Linked DNA regions of Sus scrofa: region 1 is linked to region 2. The links are chromatin contacts, called in public HiChIP or PLAC-seq maps. All regions are on one chromosome and are shown on one strand. Each heading gives the region's core, a stretch centred on a gene start, on an enhancer-like site or on the middle of the called end of the contact. The rest is flanking DNA. Distances are from core to core; before and after follow the strand shown.

Region 1 (3,236 bases), core at 142-2,641, 160 kb after region 2:
TGAACTGGTGGAAGTCAAAGAAGGAGAGAAAAAAGTAGCCTGTCTTCTAAGCCTTGGATGGTCATGATGGAGTAACTTTACTGGACAAACAGCGATAGAAATTAATTCACCACTCACTGATCGAATGTTCAATGGGTTTGTGTCTACACACTGTAGATAGTGAAGAAGAGAAAAAATAACAGTATGGGAATTTCAACATTTTATTTTAGTTTATTTATAATTTTTTTGGAGTATAGTTGACTTACAAAGTTGTGTGAGTTTCAGGTGTACAACAAAGTAAATCAGTTACACACACACACACACACACACATCCCTTTCCTTTTCAAATTCTTTTCCCATATAGGTTATTACACAGTATTGAGTAGATTACCCTGTGCTGTACAGTAGATCCTGTTATATATCTTTTATACATAGTAGCGTGTACGTGTCAATCCCAATCCCCAAGTGCCCCCCAAGTGTCTTTTTTTGTAACCGTAAAATTTTGGCTTCAAAATCTTTGGGTGTCTGTTTTGTAAGTTCTTTTGTATCATTTTTTATTTGACTCTACATATTAGTGAGCTCATATGATATTTGTCTTTTTCTGTCTGACTTATTTGACTTAGTATGATAATTTCTAGGTCCATCCATGTTCCTGCAAATGGCAGTATTTTATTTCTTTTTTATGGCTGAGTAATATTCCGTTGTATATATGTACCTCGTTTTATTTATAAATGATTTAAAAATGAAAAACAAAAGTTTCTGTAAGAGATTAAATGTACAGACAATGGCCAGGCCAAATATAGAATAGAGCTCTGACTCACAGTCTGTACCATAGTCAGCTCAGGAAACCAAACCACAAGGTCTGTAGCAATTAGTCCCAAACAACCAGGACTTGTTCAGTTAAAGGTCATGTCCTCAATTTTTGTCACTTCTTCCACCATAAAATCAACCAGATAAAGCCAAATATGCTCCCCAAACCAATCACTTAGGATGTCCTGCTTCTAGTTAGCCCACATCCAGCTTCCCCATTTCAAAAACCTACAGAGTATACCTGAAACCTTCCTTTTTTTTTTTATCAGAAAACTTCCCCTCTCCCCTGCCTGCTTCTAAGTCTCTGCCAAATGCTAGTGATGGTGGCTGACTCCCTTGCTCTGTCAAGTTCAGCATATTCTGTTTCGATGGTCTTTATTTATTTCTACACCTGAAGGATGCAGTGGTTTCTTATTGCAGCTGCCTGATCCATCTATATTTGTCTTGTTTTAGTTATCACGAAATTTGTAATTTCAGTTAGAAGAGGGAGGGTTTTATTTGAAACAGTATGTGGTGTTTAGAATCTGGCTGGACTGGCAGAGGTCAGAGGTGCTTGTGCCCTGGATGTCTGGCCACTTCCTAGGAGATTTGGGAAGTCCAGAGTCCCTTGTGTAAACTTCCTCTGCCCCAGGCTTCTCTCTAATGAAAACGAAAGGGAACACCCATCCTCAGATAAGGCAAGTAAATAGTCCATTGTTTGGTCTAAATTTAAGAGTATCTTAAGAGCTTTTATAGGTACTCTTATCTCCTTAATATTTCTGAGATGGCTCCTAGGCTTTAAGGGTGGGAAAATAAACACTAGGCATTGTGCTTCCAAAAGGGTAGAGCAGGAAGAGTTGGGAGCAAGGCAGGCCTTCCTGGGAGGTAAGATGTCCTCAGGCTTAAGTAGAGGCCAGGATGCTTTTCACGACAGTAGGAATTTCCCCATATTTCCAGCTTTAGTACTACTTAATATAGTGGTCCATTGGTATGAGGGGATGGGGAGGTTGATTCCAGGGCCCTCCGCAGTCCCCCTATACCCAAATCCCCGGATGCTGACATCCCTTTTATAAAATGGCATATTTGCATATAACCTACAAATATTCTCCCATAAACTTAATTTTTGAAATTTAATTTAAATTTTTATTAGGGGTGTTCCCATTGTGACCCAGTGATTAACAAACCTGACTAGTGTCCATGAGGACGCGAGTTCCATCCCTGGCCTTGCTCAGTGGGTTAAGGATCCCGTGTTGCTGTGAGCTGTGGTGTATGTGGGTAGTGGTCTCGGCTTGGATCCTGAATGTTGCTGTGGCTGTTGCCTAGGCTGGGAATCTCCATATGCCCTAGCAGCAACCCTGGGAAAAAAAAAAAAAAAAAAAAAAAAAAAAAAAAAGGCAAAAAAATTTTATTAGGGCAGAAAAAAGAAAAGGAATACTCCTTTTCATTTAAAAAAGTACATCAAAAACTAAAAAAGTCAACCCCAAAAACAAACATTCTAAGAGTTTTCTAGGTGTCAAGTGTTGTTAAATTTCTGCCACATACTTTAAATCATCTCTAGATTACTTATAATAACTAATGCAATGTAAATGCTATGTAAATAGTTGTCAGCATGTGGAAAATTCAAATTTTTCTTTTTGGAACTTTCTGGAATTTTTTTTTTTTTTTAATTTTTCCCTGCCTGCAGTTGGTTCAGTCCATGGATGTGGAACCCTCAGATACAGAGGGCTGAATTGTTACTGCTTTTGGTGTAAGTACATCGAAAGGGAGGAATCAATTTCTAAATGGATGCTACTGTGTAATTACTAAAGGAATTCAAGATAGAAATATAAAGGTTCTAACAGATGGCAAGTCGCAGTATAATTGCAACCCCAGTATTGATTATGTTAGGAACATACGAAATTTTTACAAGGCCTCCCAACTTCTGATAGGGCTAGAGTGCATTGGGGCAGTTCATAATGGAAGGATTTCCTCAGAAAACCAAGGCAGACAGAGTGGGCTCTCTGACACTAAAAGACAGCCTAAGAGGCTGGCAGCACCTGAGAGGTCCTTGTATACACATTATTTTCCCTTTCCTCACTAATTGAGTGTCAATTTTGGAATGCTTTTTTTTTTTTTTTTTTTTTTTGTCGTTCTTTTGGGGCTGTACCCAAGGCATATGGAGGTTCCCAGGCTAGGGGTCGAATTGGAGCTGCAGCCTCCGGCCTACACCACAGCCACAGCAACACAGGATCTGAGCCGTGTCTGCAACCTACACAACAGCTCATGGCAATGTCCGATCCTTAACCCACTGAGCGAGGCCAGGGATCAAGCCCCCATCCTTGTGAATACTAGTTGGGTTCATTAACTGCTGAGCCACTATGGGAACTCCTGTATTCTGTTGCTTTTGTTTGCAAGTTATTCACTAAAGGGATGTTGCACATAACTGATAATATACATAATGGCCCACCTCCAGGAACCCTGCCTCCCAT
Region 2 (3,392 bases), core at 447-2,946:
TGCAGCCCTAAAAAGCAGAAAGAAAACAAAATGAAACAAAAAAAAAAAACACACTTTGCTGTGTAGTCCAAAAATCTACCAAAAATGAGAACAGTGCATTTAATTCATGTCGCTCTTATTTTATCATGAGATGTCTGTCAGACCTCAATGCGTGTAATTTTTATTAGTTTTCCGAGTAACTGTATGAGTCAAACTGATTGATTGGAGAAGCAGGGCATGCTTGACAAGGATTTGTAGGCAGAAATCAGCTACAGAGATGAATGAGCAAAAGTGTTTGTAAAAGATCACCTACCATGTAATACAAGAGACAACTATAAAAAAGTTTACTAGATCTCTCTAGACAGAAATGCTAATAGTTTGGAGAGGTTATATTTGATGTCAGATTAAAAAGGGCTTTTATTTTTGAATATGCTCTTACCTTAAAGCAGTTTTTGAATCTTTTGCTCACCAAATACAGAGCTATTGGATTAATACAGGAATTCAGGGACGCCATGTTGATGCCAATGTAATCCAATACCAACAAAAAGCTACAAAAAAATAATACAAGACATGCTTATTAAAAAAAAATACTGCTATGGGAGTTCACATCGTGGCTCAGTGGTTAATGAATCTGACTAGGAACCATGAGGTTGTGGGTTTGATCCCTGGCCTCGCTCAGGGGGTTAAGGATCCAGCGTTGCTGTGATCTGTGGTGTAGGTCACAGACGGGGTTCAGATCTGGCGTTGCTGTGGCTCTGGCATATAGGCCGGCAGCTACATCTCCGATTCTATGCCTACCTTGGAAACCTCCATATGCCATGGGAGCAGGCCCAGAAAAGGCAAAAAAAAAAAAAAAGACAATAAAAAAAATACTGCTCTAAGCATGTATTTTTTGCAGACTTTTGTGAAGAAAAAAAATTACTCCTATATAATGGTGTCGGCTTTATCACTAGTGTTTGCTGATAATGAGCCAGCCATTATCTTTTTGTCTGTCTTTTTGTCTCTCTTATTCTCTGTTCCTGTCATCGCCCCACCCCCATTTATGCCCCCATGCCCAGTTTTCCCTTTTTAAAATAAAATCTCTTTTGGAAATGCTGAGGCTGGCTGAAAAGAAAGGATTTACCAAGGGCAAAGGAGACCTGCTATTTTCAAACATGCTGCTCACTCATCATTTGGACAACGCTGGCTCTCCATTCCCAGTGTTCTCATAAGTCCCCTTTATTTCTCCCTCAAAAATAGGAGTACAGGTAAAAATGAGCATCTTAATTGCTCCCTAAGGATGAGAAAAATGGTACCCTCTCTTCCTGCTAGTGAAAGAAGTCAATGAAAAAACTTCTGAATGGCATTTATTTAACAACTATTTCTATTTTACCTTTCTTACCTCAAAAGTTCACATCTATTCGAATCATTTTGATCATACAGAGTGAGCTTCAAAATCCTGCTGAGATGAAGGGGAAGCCAACACAGGGCAAAGACAAGGACCAGGCAAAATACGGTTTTGGCCACTTCCCGTCTCTGAAATAAAACCATAGTCAGACACTTGAATAGGTGGGTCATTATAATCACATGGTTGTCTCTTTCCAAATAAAATGTTTAATATTTTTTTACAATGTCAGTGGCATTTGAAAAAATTCAGGACACTGGGTTTTAAATTGCATAGTCAATCTGACTTAGAACAAAAATGATTCAAGGTTCATCTTTGAAAAGTAGTTTCTCTTTTTGTTTCCTTTTAGATTATACAGAACATCTCCAGTTAGATGATGTAGAAAACAGGGTTTGTATATCACAATACCAGAACAAGAAAAAGGAAGTATGTTCTGGTGTATGCTAATTTTAATTTATGATCATCATAGTAATTTTCATATTCATAATCAGGATTGTAATAATGAGTCAGCAAATACTTCTATTTCCTTACCTGCTTTAAGTGATCATTTAAAGCAATTTGCATGCCACTCTTCTTTCTCAGCATTTCACAGGTCATCAGGGTATAAAAAAATGCAGTGATGGCTAGTGGCAAGCAGAAATAGAAACTGAATAGCCACCAATCTTTAGCTGTCTTGTAAAACTATGAGGAAGAGAGAACATTATCATTAATATTCCTCCGTCAGAAAATTTTATACACTAAAGGTTAAACTAAAAACTTATTCATAATTATCTCCTAAAGTGGATCAATTTTATAAATACTATGTAGAATCTTTCAGGCCATTTCTACTGAATAAATAAATAACTTAAACGCAGTAAACTTTTCCTGAAAAGCATTTCAATTCTCTAAGGCAGTGTGCTATCATGACACATAAAAATGTAAGCAATTAGGCAAAATTTAAAATAATTGGTAATTTAAATATTTTTGTCTTCACGTAACCAAGTTAGCCTTGAGGGATTATTTGTGTGAAAGACCACATCCAAATGTGTAAAGATATCCTAGTGTTTAAGGGAGGTTCTCACTTTTCATTTATTTATTTATTTTTTTTGCTTTTTGCTTTTCAGGGCCATACCCTTGGCATATGGAGGTTCCCATCCTAGGGGTGGAATCAGAGCCGCAGCTGCTGGCCTACACCACAGCCACAGCAACGTGGGATCCGAGGGGAATCCTTGACCTACACCACAGCTCACAGCAGCGCTGAGTCCTTAACCCACTGAGCAAGGTCAGGGATTGAACCCACATCCTCATGGATACTAGTTGGGTTCGTAACCCACTGAGTCACAATGGGAACTCCAGGTTTTCACTTTTTAACAAGTTTATTTCATGGGAAAACAGGTATGAAGATTCTGTAGTAATCATTTAGCTCAGTAAAGTATATATATAACCTATTAATTAAAAACCCAAGCTGCTTATGACATGCCTTTTCTCTTTTTCTTTTTCTGTTCTTTTTTTTTTTACTTTAAATTCTTGTTCCAGATACGTCTGTGTTGGAGCAGAGTTTATGTAATCTGTGCAACACTTTTCTCTTTTAACTAAATAGAAACAAGAAAACAGCAACCTCATTCTCAATTTCACATTCATGCCCCTCTTTATTCTTTTAATTACTATGATCTATACATATATTCATAAGTCTTATGTAGTCTCCTTATATGTAAACTAGAAATATCATTGGTGACACTTGGACTAGCTTACCCTTACATTAACTCCTCTTAACCCATTCTGCTGGGAAGCATCCTTTTTTTTTTTTTCTTTTTAGGGCCGCACCCATGGCATATGGAGGTTCCCAGGCTAGGGGTTGCATCCGAGCTACAGCTGCCAGCCTACACCACAGTAATGTGGCACCTGAGCCACGTCTGAAAACTACACCACAGCTTATGACAATGCCAGGTCTCTAACCCACTGAGCAAAGCCAGGGATGGAACCACATCCTCGTGGACCCTAGTCAGGTACATTAACTGCTGAGCTACAAAGGGAACTCCTGGGAAGCATC

The links. HiChIP or PLAC-seq counts read pairs in DNA pulled down with a chosen protein or histone mark.
Region 1: an H3K27ac HiChIP or PLAC-seq map of alveolar macrophages shows a contact between it and region 2. The contact joins two enhancer-like sites. A contact is called at or near these places in 3 of 47 Hi-C or Micro-C datasets (liver, psoas muscle and retroperitoneal adipose tissue) and 1 of 2 datasets of contacts at active chromatin or transcription factors (alveolar macrophages).

Annotation. Positions count from the first base shown.
Region 1 is chr11:50,235,635-50,238,870 of Sscrofa11.1, forward strand. The region is part of intron 2 of LOC110255833 (a long non-coding RNA gene); the gene reads left to right. Among named protein-coding and RNA genes, the nearest start is that of EDNRB, 140 kb to the left of the region's middle. Within about 2 kb of position 1,392, at least 7 of the 83 cell types and tissues checked have an H3K27ac peak or open chromatin away from gene starts, as enhancers often do. A contact at or near this core is called in alveolar macrophages, where this site is marked.
Region 2 is chr11:50,078,190-50,081,581 of Sscrofa11.1, forward strand. It overlaps EDNRB (endothelin receptor type B), which reads right to left. Exons shown (of 7, transcript NM_001038002.1): 4 at 1,895-2,044; 5 at 1,361-1,494; 6 at 419-527. Among named protein-coding and RNA genes, the nearest start is that of EDNRB, 22 kb to the right of the region's middle. Within about 2 kb of position 1,697, at least 1 of the 83 cell types and tissues checked has an H3K27ac peak or open chromatin away from gene starts, as enhancers often do. A contact at or near this core is called in alveolar macrophages, where this site is marked.